Regions from separate parts of the Mus musculus genome. Here region 1 is linked to region 2. Evidence: chromatin contacts called from public promoter capture Hi-C data. All regions are on one chromosome and are shown on one strand. Each heading gives the region's core, a stretch centred on a gene start, on an enhancer-like site or on the middle of the called end of the contact. The rest is flanking DNA. Distances are from core to core; before and after follow the strand shown.

Region 1 (3,971 bases), core at 320-2,819, 540 kb after region 2:
TTGGGCAAAGAGGATCAAAAGACAAGCTCCTGGCTGGGAGAAGACCTTTGCAAGCCGCGTGTCTAAGCGGTGTGCGGTCAGGATTTGTAAAGTGCTCTCCACGTATCAGGCTGAACACATTACAAACAATCCCATCAGGAAATGACCGCAAGCATAAGCTCAGTTTATTTTAGAACCTGTCTTTGGGGCCAGTGAGGTAGCGCGTTGAGTACAGTTCTCTGTGTACCTGACAAGCTAACAGCAGTTCCTGAAAGGTGTCCTGTGACTTCCATGTGTATGCCACAGCATATGTGTGTGCATGCTCACACACACACACACACACACACACACACACACACACAGAGAGAGAGAGAGAGAGAGAGAGAGAGAGAGAGAGAGAGAGAGAGAAACATACATCACACACACAAGATTTTTTAAAATTAAAATGATGGGATCTTGTTTGTTTTATAGCCTAGGCTGACCTTAAACTCAAGATCCTCCTGAGCACTGGGGATCATAAGCACAAAAGTGTTATCTAACAGTTTGAGCCACTGGTCAAATGAAAGTTAAAACCACAACGGGGTGCCAGTACAGACCTACCGAAATGCCTGATAATAAAAATAGTGACATTCTCAAATGCTGGCGATGATGCAGAGACACTGGATCACATCCACTGTAGCAGGTGTGACGGCAACACTCCGAAGAGATGCATGTCTTCACCAAGTATAGTGGCTCACATGTGTGGTCTCAGAATTCAGGAAGATCACAAGTCTGAGGCCAACATGGGCTACACAGTGAGTTCCAGGCCTAGGCTACACAATGAGATACTGTCTCAAATAAGTAAACAAACAAACAAACAAACAAACACAAACCAGCAAGCATAGCGGCACATGCTCTGCTCTCAACACTTGGGAGGTAGAAGCAAGAGAATAGGGAGTTCAAAGCCATTCTTAGCTTAAAAGTGGGACAAGAGATCCTTTCTCAACAAACAGCAAGCAAGCAAGCAAGCAAACAAACAAACAAACAGAGATGTTTATCAGGATTCCTGAAAGTTATAAAAGGGTTCAGATTGGGAGAAGGCGACCTTTGTGATTAAAAAATGGCTGGGCTGCCTTGATATTCTCATCGGGGAACACCAAACAACTTCCAAATGGGCTTCAAATATGAGTATCAAGTAGTGCTTTTAGGATAAAATAAGAGAATATTTTAAAGACCATAGGCAAAGATTTCCTAAATACAGGCTGAAACGGTACAAATTCAAAGGATTCATAACCAGAGTATGTAACTGACTCCTACAGTAAGAAAAAGATAACCTGGGGATGGAGATGAGTCAGTAGAGTGCATGCCTGCCCGGAGTGTACAAAGCCCTGTGCATAAAAGCCAGTTTCATCCTCAGTACTGAGTAGGGTGTGGTGGTCCACACCTGCAAACGTAGTACCAGGAAGATGGAGTGAGCTGGAGGCAGGTAGATCAGAACTGAAAGGCTATCCTTGGCTACATAGGGAGCTTGAAGCCAGCCTGCGATACATGAAACCCTGTCTAAGAAGATAAGGCTAGAAAGATGGCTCATCCCCTAAAGAAGAGCTTGTGGCCAGGCCTGCTGACATGCGTTTGATCTCCAGAACTCCCGTGGTAGAAGGAGAAGGGCCTCCAACAAGTTGTCCTCTGACACCTCTATGTGCATCATGTAGATGATAAATAGGTGTAAAAAAATGAAAAATGGAAAACAGATACAATCCAATAACAAAGGAAGACGATACTTTTAAAACATTTTTAATATTTGGTTATTTGACACAAAATCTTGCAAACTAGTTCTGTTTGGCCTTGAACAGACACTTTGCATAACAGGATGGGCAGGAAACAGAGGTCTCATGCTTCATTAGTCATGAGCTAGTGCCAATTAAAACTACAACACAGGACCGGTACCAACCTAACAGAACACCCAAAGCTCCAAGCAGATAGGAGCCGCAGTGAGGACCCTCAAGGCTGATGCAAGTTGAACTGGTAAATTCCTGAAAAACTAGGAATTCTACCGAGGCTGAGCATAGGCCCATCCTTTAGCTTCGATACTCTACTCCTACAGAAATGCATAGATCTCCCAAAAGACACAAAGAGAACATTAATAGCAGTTATTTGTAATAGCGCAAACAGAAAACAGCCCAAATGTCCTTCAACAACAGGATGGGGAAATGCGATGCAGTGTGTTCTTAGAACATCACAACAGATAGAGTGAAGAGCCGTGTGAATCCCACAGACTGCCTGCTGCGCAGTGGAAGAGGAACAGAGTGTGTGATTGCATTATGTAAAGTTCCAGTACAGGCCAAGGGACTGGGGCCAGAATTAGGGAGTAGGGAAAGAGAATAGATCAAAGTTGAGGCAGCGGCCGGGGCTGGTCAGTTTATTTCTGTTAATCTGGGTGCAGGTTGAGCATGTTTTTCTCTTTGTAGCAATGTTTTGTTTGTTTGTTTGTTTGTTTGTTTGCACATTTACTGGTTAAGGAACAATGCACCTTGTAATAGGACCTTGAGAACATACAGTGCAAAATAACACAAAATCATTGGCAATCTGTCCAGGGGAGAGTGGGTAGTGACAGGGTGGTCTCTGGGATTGAGCTCAAGGATTTGTGTTTACATGCCAAACATTTTAGTGACTTAGCGATCTTCATGGGGCCAAGACAAACATCCTTTTCAAACTCGAATAAACATTTATAGAACTTCTATATATTACTCTTTGGAATAGGTTCTAACAATCACCAACCATGTAACGAGAGATGCAACCTCTATTCTCTGACAGCAATGCATTGAGATTAAAGACATGATTTTAAAGTGACAGGAAAAGTATACATTTAAAAATGTAAAAGCATGTATCTAAATTATTCATGAGCCCAAGAACAAATCTTACAGGAATGAAATATTTAAGACTGAACGACAGCGCAAACAGTAGCTATCAAAACTTAGGGGCCTGTAGAAGTATGCTTAAGAGGACATTAATAGTTCTACATGTGTATATTAAGATGAAGAAGGCTTAAAAATTCATGAATTAAAAACCGAACTCTACAGGTAAACATGGAGAGGAGGATGGACTGGCCAGACAGCCCTTGTCATACATCTGCAGACAGAACTGTCACGTGGGCACAATGGGAGCCAGCAGCTCCAGCATTCTCCTGTGACGTTCCATGAAGGTAGCCAGAGACTCTAAGCCTTCTATGCTCCACACTGTTGGGTTCTCCTTCAGTCTGAGCTTGGGCTGCAAGCTAACTCTCCATAGAGTCTTCGCAGAGTAATGGTTGCTGGGACCTGGCTGTGCCTGCCTGAGACCTCAGTGTTCAGAAGCAAAGAATAAAGGAGAGGAGAGGGGGGAAGGGAGGGAAGAGGAGGGGAGGGGAGGGGAGGGAAAGGAAGGGAAGGGAAGGGAAAGGAAGGGAAGGAGAAGGGAAGGGGAGGGGAAAGGAAAGGATATCTGGCTAGGCTACCTAGTGAGATCTTGTCTCAGAAGGAAAAAGAAAAAAAAAGAAAAAAAAAGCCCATAAAACAAAAACAACTCTGCTGGATTTACAGCTGGTACCTTGCACTGGGACACTCAGTAAAGGTGGCATCTGTCAGTTCTGATTTGTCTCACAATATCCTAGGACCACTGTAGCTAGAGATGTGGAAGAGAGGAACCCTAGAGACCTGGTGGGGTAAGAATGCTTTTGGGTGCGCTTGGGGAGACTGAATGGAGCCACACGAGTTGGGGGTAGTGATGTTATCTATTTTATGATGAAGATGCATCCGTACGCCATTCATGTGATATAACAAAATACCTTAGAAGGAGTCTAGAAGAAAGGTAAAGTTTTAAATGTCGTTTTAATTGGATGGAGAAGTTATAAATAATTTATTCATAATACATTTTTGTAAATTTCGTGAGTTTTCTCTCTCCCTGCAGTCCAAACCACAGAAGCCACTGGCTGCAAGTGGCTGTTGTTCATGTGAGATGCATCTGACATTGAGAGG
Region 2 (3,414 bases), core at 34-2,533:
GGGGGGAACGGGGTACAGTACCAATGCCCAGTGTCACCTCTACGCAGACTGGAAGCCCTGCCCAGTTTCTCCACCCAAGGGTCAGAGGTCCCTTGCTTTAAGCCTGATCCTCTGGCAGGTCAAGGGTGACAGGCTTAGTTCAAGGACCCGGCCTTCTATCAGGCACAAAGGGAGGTGGCATGGCCCTGGGCTGCTTGGAGCCAATAGAACCTCTGTGCAACGACTGAAGTAGAGTTCAGAACCAGACAAGCCAGGATACCTTCAGGGAAGCCCTGAACGGGAAAGGGCAAACGCCCGGGAGTCCGGCCCATACCACTTCTCTTCCTCCGGGGTCCAGCCACTTCCCACTCTGCTCTCCTCACGGGAGTTGGGGGGTGGGAAGGTAGGACTCTGCAGACCTAAGCCAATTCTCTCGTGGTGCTGGGTAGTACTACCTCCCTTGTGGCTCATTCCCAGTAGTGTTCTGACAGTGATTCCCGGGAGAATTCGAACCCGTTTGGGAGGTGGGGGGTTGGGGGGATGGGTGTGGGCGCGGCGGTGGTGGCTACAGAGGCGGGACGAGCGACCTCCTCCCTTCTAGGGGGCATTAGGACACCCACCTCCTTTGGGGCTGCCCAGCACTCACCTCTCTGGGGGCACTGCGGTCCAGGCCTCCTCACCGAGGGCGGCATCAGTGGCCTGCAGGACAGTCCATGCGGCCAAGGGGGAGGGGAGGGGCACAGGGGTCCCCAGGGGGTGCGGTACAAAGAGGTGTATGGATGCGAAAAGAGAGGGAAGGGGAGCCAGACAGGCAGGGGGACTGCCGCGCAGCCCCAGGCGGGGAGGGAAGAAAGGCGGGGGAAGGGGGCGGGAGGGAGTCCGGGGGGGAGGAAACAATGTAGCCGGCGCGGCCCCGGCAGAGTTCCGCTTCCGAACGCGGCCACGGAGGTTCGGTTTGGGGACGTCGCGCCGCCGCCGGGGGGCCGCCCCGGGCGTTCGATCGCCGCTCGCAGGGCTTGCCTAAGCCCCACACCCCGGAGGCTGGGCGGCCAGAGGCTGGCCAGGCGGGAGGGACGGCTGGCCCGGGGACGGCCCCGACGGCGGCGCGGCCCGGGTTGGCCCTGCTCGGACCCCACCCCGGTGGGATTCCCCGGGGCAGGGCGCAGGGTGGCGCGGAAGCGCAAGGAAGGCAGCAGGCTCAGCGGCGGCGGCCAACCTCAGCTCGCCCGGGCTCCGATGGGAGGAAGCTCGCAGGCCTGGTGAGAGGAAGCGCGGCCCGGATCCTCCGCCCGCTGCGGCGCGCCTGCGCGAGGGGGCCTGCCGGGCGAGCAGCGGGGCGTGGGTCGGCGCCCTCTGCTGGACCTTGGAGGAAATGCGGGGGGTGTGTCCGCGTCTACGCCCTGCCCCCACTTGCTGGCCTTCGCGAAGGCTCCCGAAGGTCCTTTCAGAGGGCCACCAGCATGCTAGAGCCAACCTCTCAGCTTCCTCTAGGCGAAGCTTCCTTGCTAGAGTGGAGGTTAGGCCTAGACTCTTCTGGGACAGTAAGCATGCATTTACACGGCCCCTGCTCTGTAGTCTACCACCGTCTCTGCTTCCTCCTCCTCCTTCTCCTCCTCTTCCCCCCCCCCCCCCCCCCAGCGAAGTTTTCTTTCTATAGTGGAGGCTAGGCCTAGACTCTTCTGGGACAGTAAGCATGCATTTACACAGCCCCTGCTCTGTAGTCTACCACCGTCCTTCTCCTTCCTTCTCCTCCACCTCCTTTCTCCTCTCTCCTCCTCCTCTTCTTCCTTCTCTTCCTCTTCTTCCTTCTCCTCCTTTGTAGTTTTTTTGTTATCTTTTGTTTTTCTGAGACAGGGTCTCACTATGTAGCTCTGGAACTTGCTCTGTAGACCAGGCTGGCCTCGAACTCATAAAGATCTGCCTGCTTCTTCCTCCCAAGTGCTAGAATTAAAGAGTGCATTTCCGGGCGGTGGTGGCCCACGCCTTTAATCCCAGCACTCAGGAGGCAGAGGCAGGTGGATTTCTGAATTTGAGGCCAGCCTGGTCTACAAAGTGAGTTCCAGGACAGCCAGGGCTACACAGAGAAACCCTGTCTCGAAAAACAAAACAAAACATAAAACAAACAAACAAAAAGAGTGTGCATCACCACTACCCGGCCGGAGTCCACTTCTTAAAACCTCTATATCTGCCAAATTCTCATGAGGGGTTGTTGCAAAAATATTGTCACAAAGAACAAATTGATAAACAATGAAAAAAAAAAAAAAGGTACAAGGTCCACAAGAAACAGGAAAGAAGGGAACATGGGTTGATTTTCTAGATCTGGGAACACAGCAGGGAGACCTGACTTACTTCGTGTGTAGGGGAAAGCAGAAAGAGATGCGGTCAGTCCTGCAAGCTACAGGGCCAAAGAACCACAGAGCTTCTTGGAACTCTTCCGGGCTTTATTTTCAGCTGAGATGCAATAGGGAAGTTGTCACTGGCTGTGTAACAACGTCGGACCAGTTAGCTAATCTCTGTCTGTCCTTTTCCACTGTGGTTTGGTAAAGTGAGCAAGAGCGGTACCACCAACTTTGTAAGGTTTTGTGGAGAGGAAATGAGTTAATAGGTTTGAAGTGCTCGGTGCGCAAGTGGCACGTGGTGAGTCCTCAATTAAACACGGGCTGTTATTATGCACCATTGTTAATGAGGAGTCCGGGATCCTCCCGGAGCAATTTGCTCTCAGCTACAGGAGCAAGCAGTGCTCCTGTATGGGAGGGCCACAGAATGGAAGCACAGTGGCTAGAGAGAAGCCAGAAAGTCCGTTGGAGGTGCTAGGTGTAGGAGCACTTTCTAAGGACCAGGACTGAAAGAGGGTACTAGTTTAGGAGCAGGGGATGGGGGTGAGGGAGTGGGAGGGGGATCTTCAGATGGGAGAGGAGACGCTGCTGGCAAAGACTTGGAATGCAATGTAAAGTGGTACTGACTGAGGGGAAGAAAGGGGCTCTGTGAGAAGCAAGGTTGCAGATTGCAAATAACTTAAAATGTTAGAAGCAGGAGTTGGATATGCTCAACTCCCACCCCAGACGACAGGTTGGTCTTCTCACCCAGCATGCCTAGTACCAGTTTGCTTACAGGGAACTGGTTCTTTAGGGACACCTTTGGTGGAGGCACCTAGAAGATCTCAGAGTTAGGTGTGACACAGAGGGGGGGGGGGAAACAGATATTTGGGGACCGAATCTCAAGGTTAAATCTCAAGAGCTGTGTGGCTTTGAACTAGTTACCTAAGGTCTCTGAGCTGTTTCCTCTTTGGTGAGATCAGGCTGAGAGCATGCCTCTTTCATGAGAGATGGTGCAGATTCAGCAAGATAACAGGCCTGGAGTGATGGTGCATGTGTGTGTGTGTGTGTGTGTGTGTGTGTGTGTGTGTGTGTGAGAGAGAGAGAGAGAGAGAGAGTG

What was found. Promoter capture Hi-C pulls out the DNA fragments that hold promoters and counts their contacts.
Region 1: a promoter capture Hi-C map of the HPC-7 cell line shows a contact between it and region 2, with 2.6 times the contacts expected there. The contact joins the enhancer-like site here to the promoter of Csk in region 2. A contact is called at or near these places in 2 of 39 promoter capture datasets (the HPC-7 cell line and hippocampal neurons), 1 of 484 Hi-C or Micro-C datasets (embryonic stem cells) and 1 of 115 datasets of contacts at active chromatin or transcription factors (pro-B cells).

Annotation. Positions count from the first base shown.
Region 1 is chr9:58,185,017-58,188,987 of GRCm38.p6, forward strand. It overlaps Gm39344 (a long non-coding RNA gene), which reads left to right. Exons shown (of 3, transcript XR_870787.2): 3 at 3,039-3,187. Among named protein-coding and RNA genes, the nearest start is that of Gm39344, 12 kb to the left of the region's middle. Within about 2 kb of position 1,570, at least 6 of the 459 cell types and tissues checked have an H3K27ac peak or open chromatin away from gene starts, as enhancers often do. A contact at or near this core is called in the HPC-7 cell line, where this site is marked.
Region 2 is chr9:57,644,370-57,647,783 of GRCm38.p6, forward strand. It overlaps Csk (c-src tyrosine kinase), which reads right to left and starts at 1,284. Exons shown (of 13, transcript NM_007783.3): 1 at 626-1,284.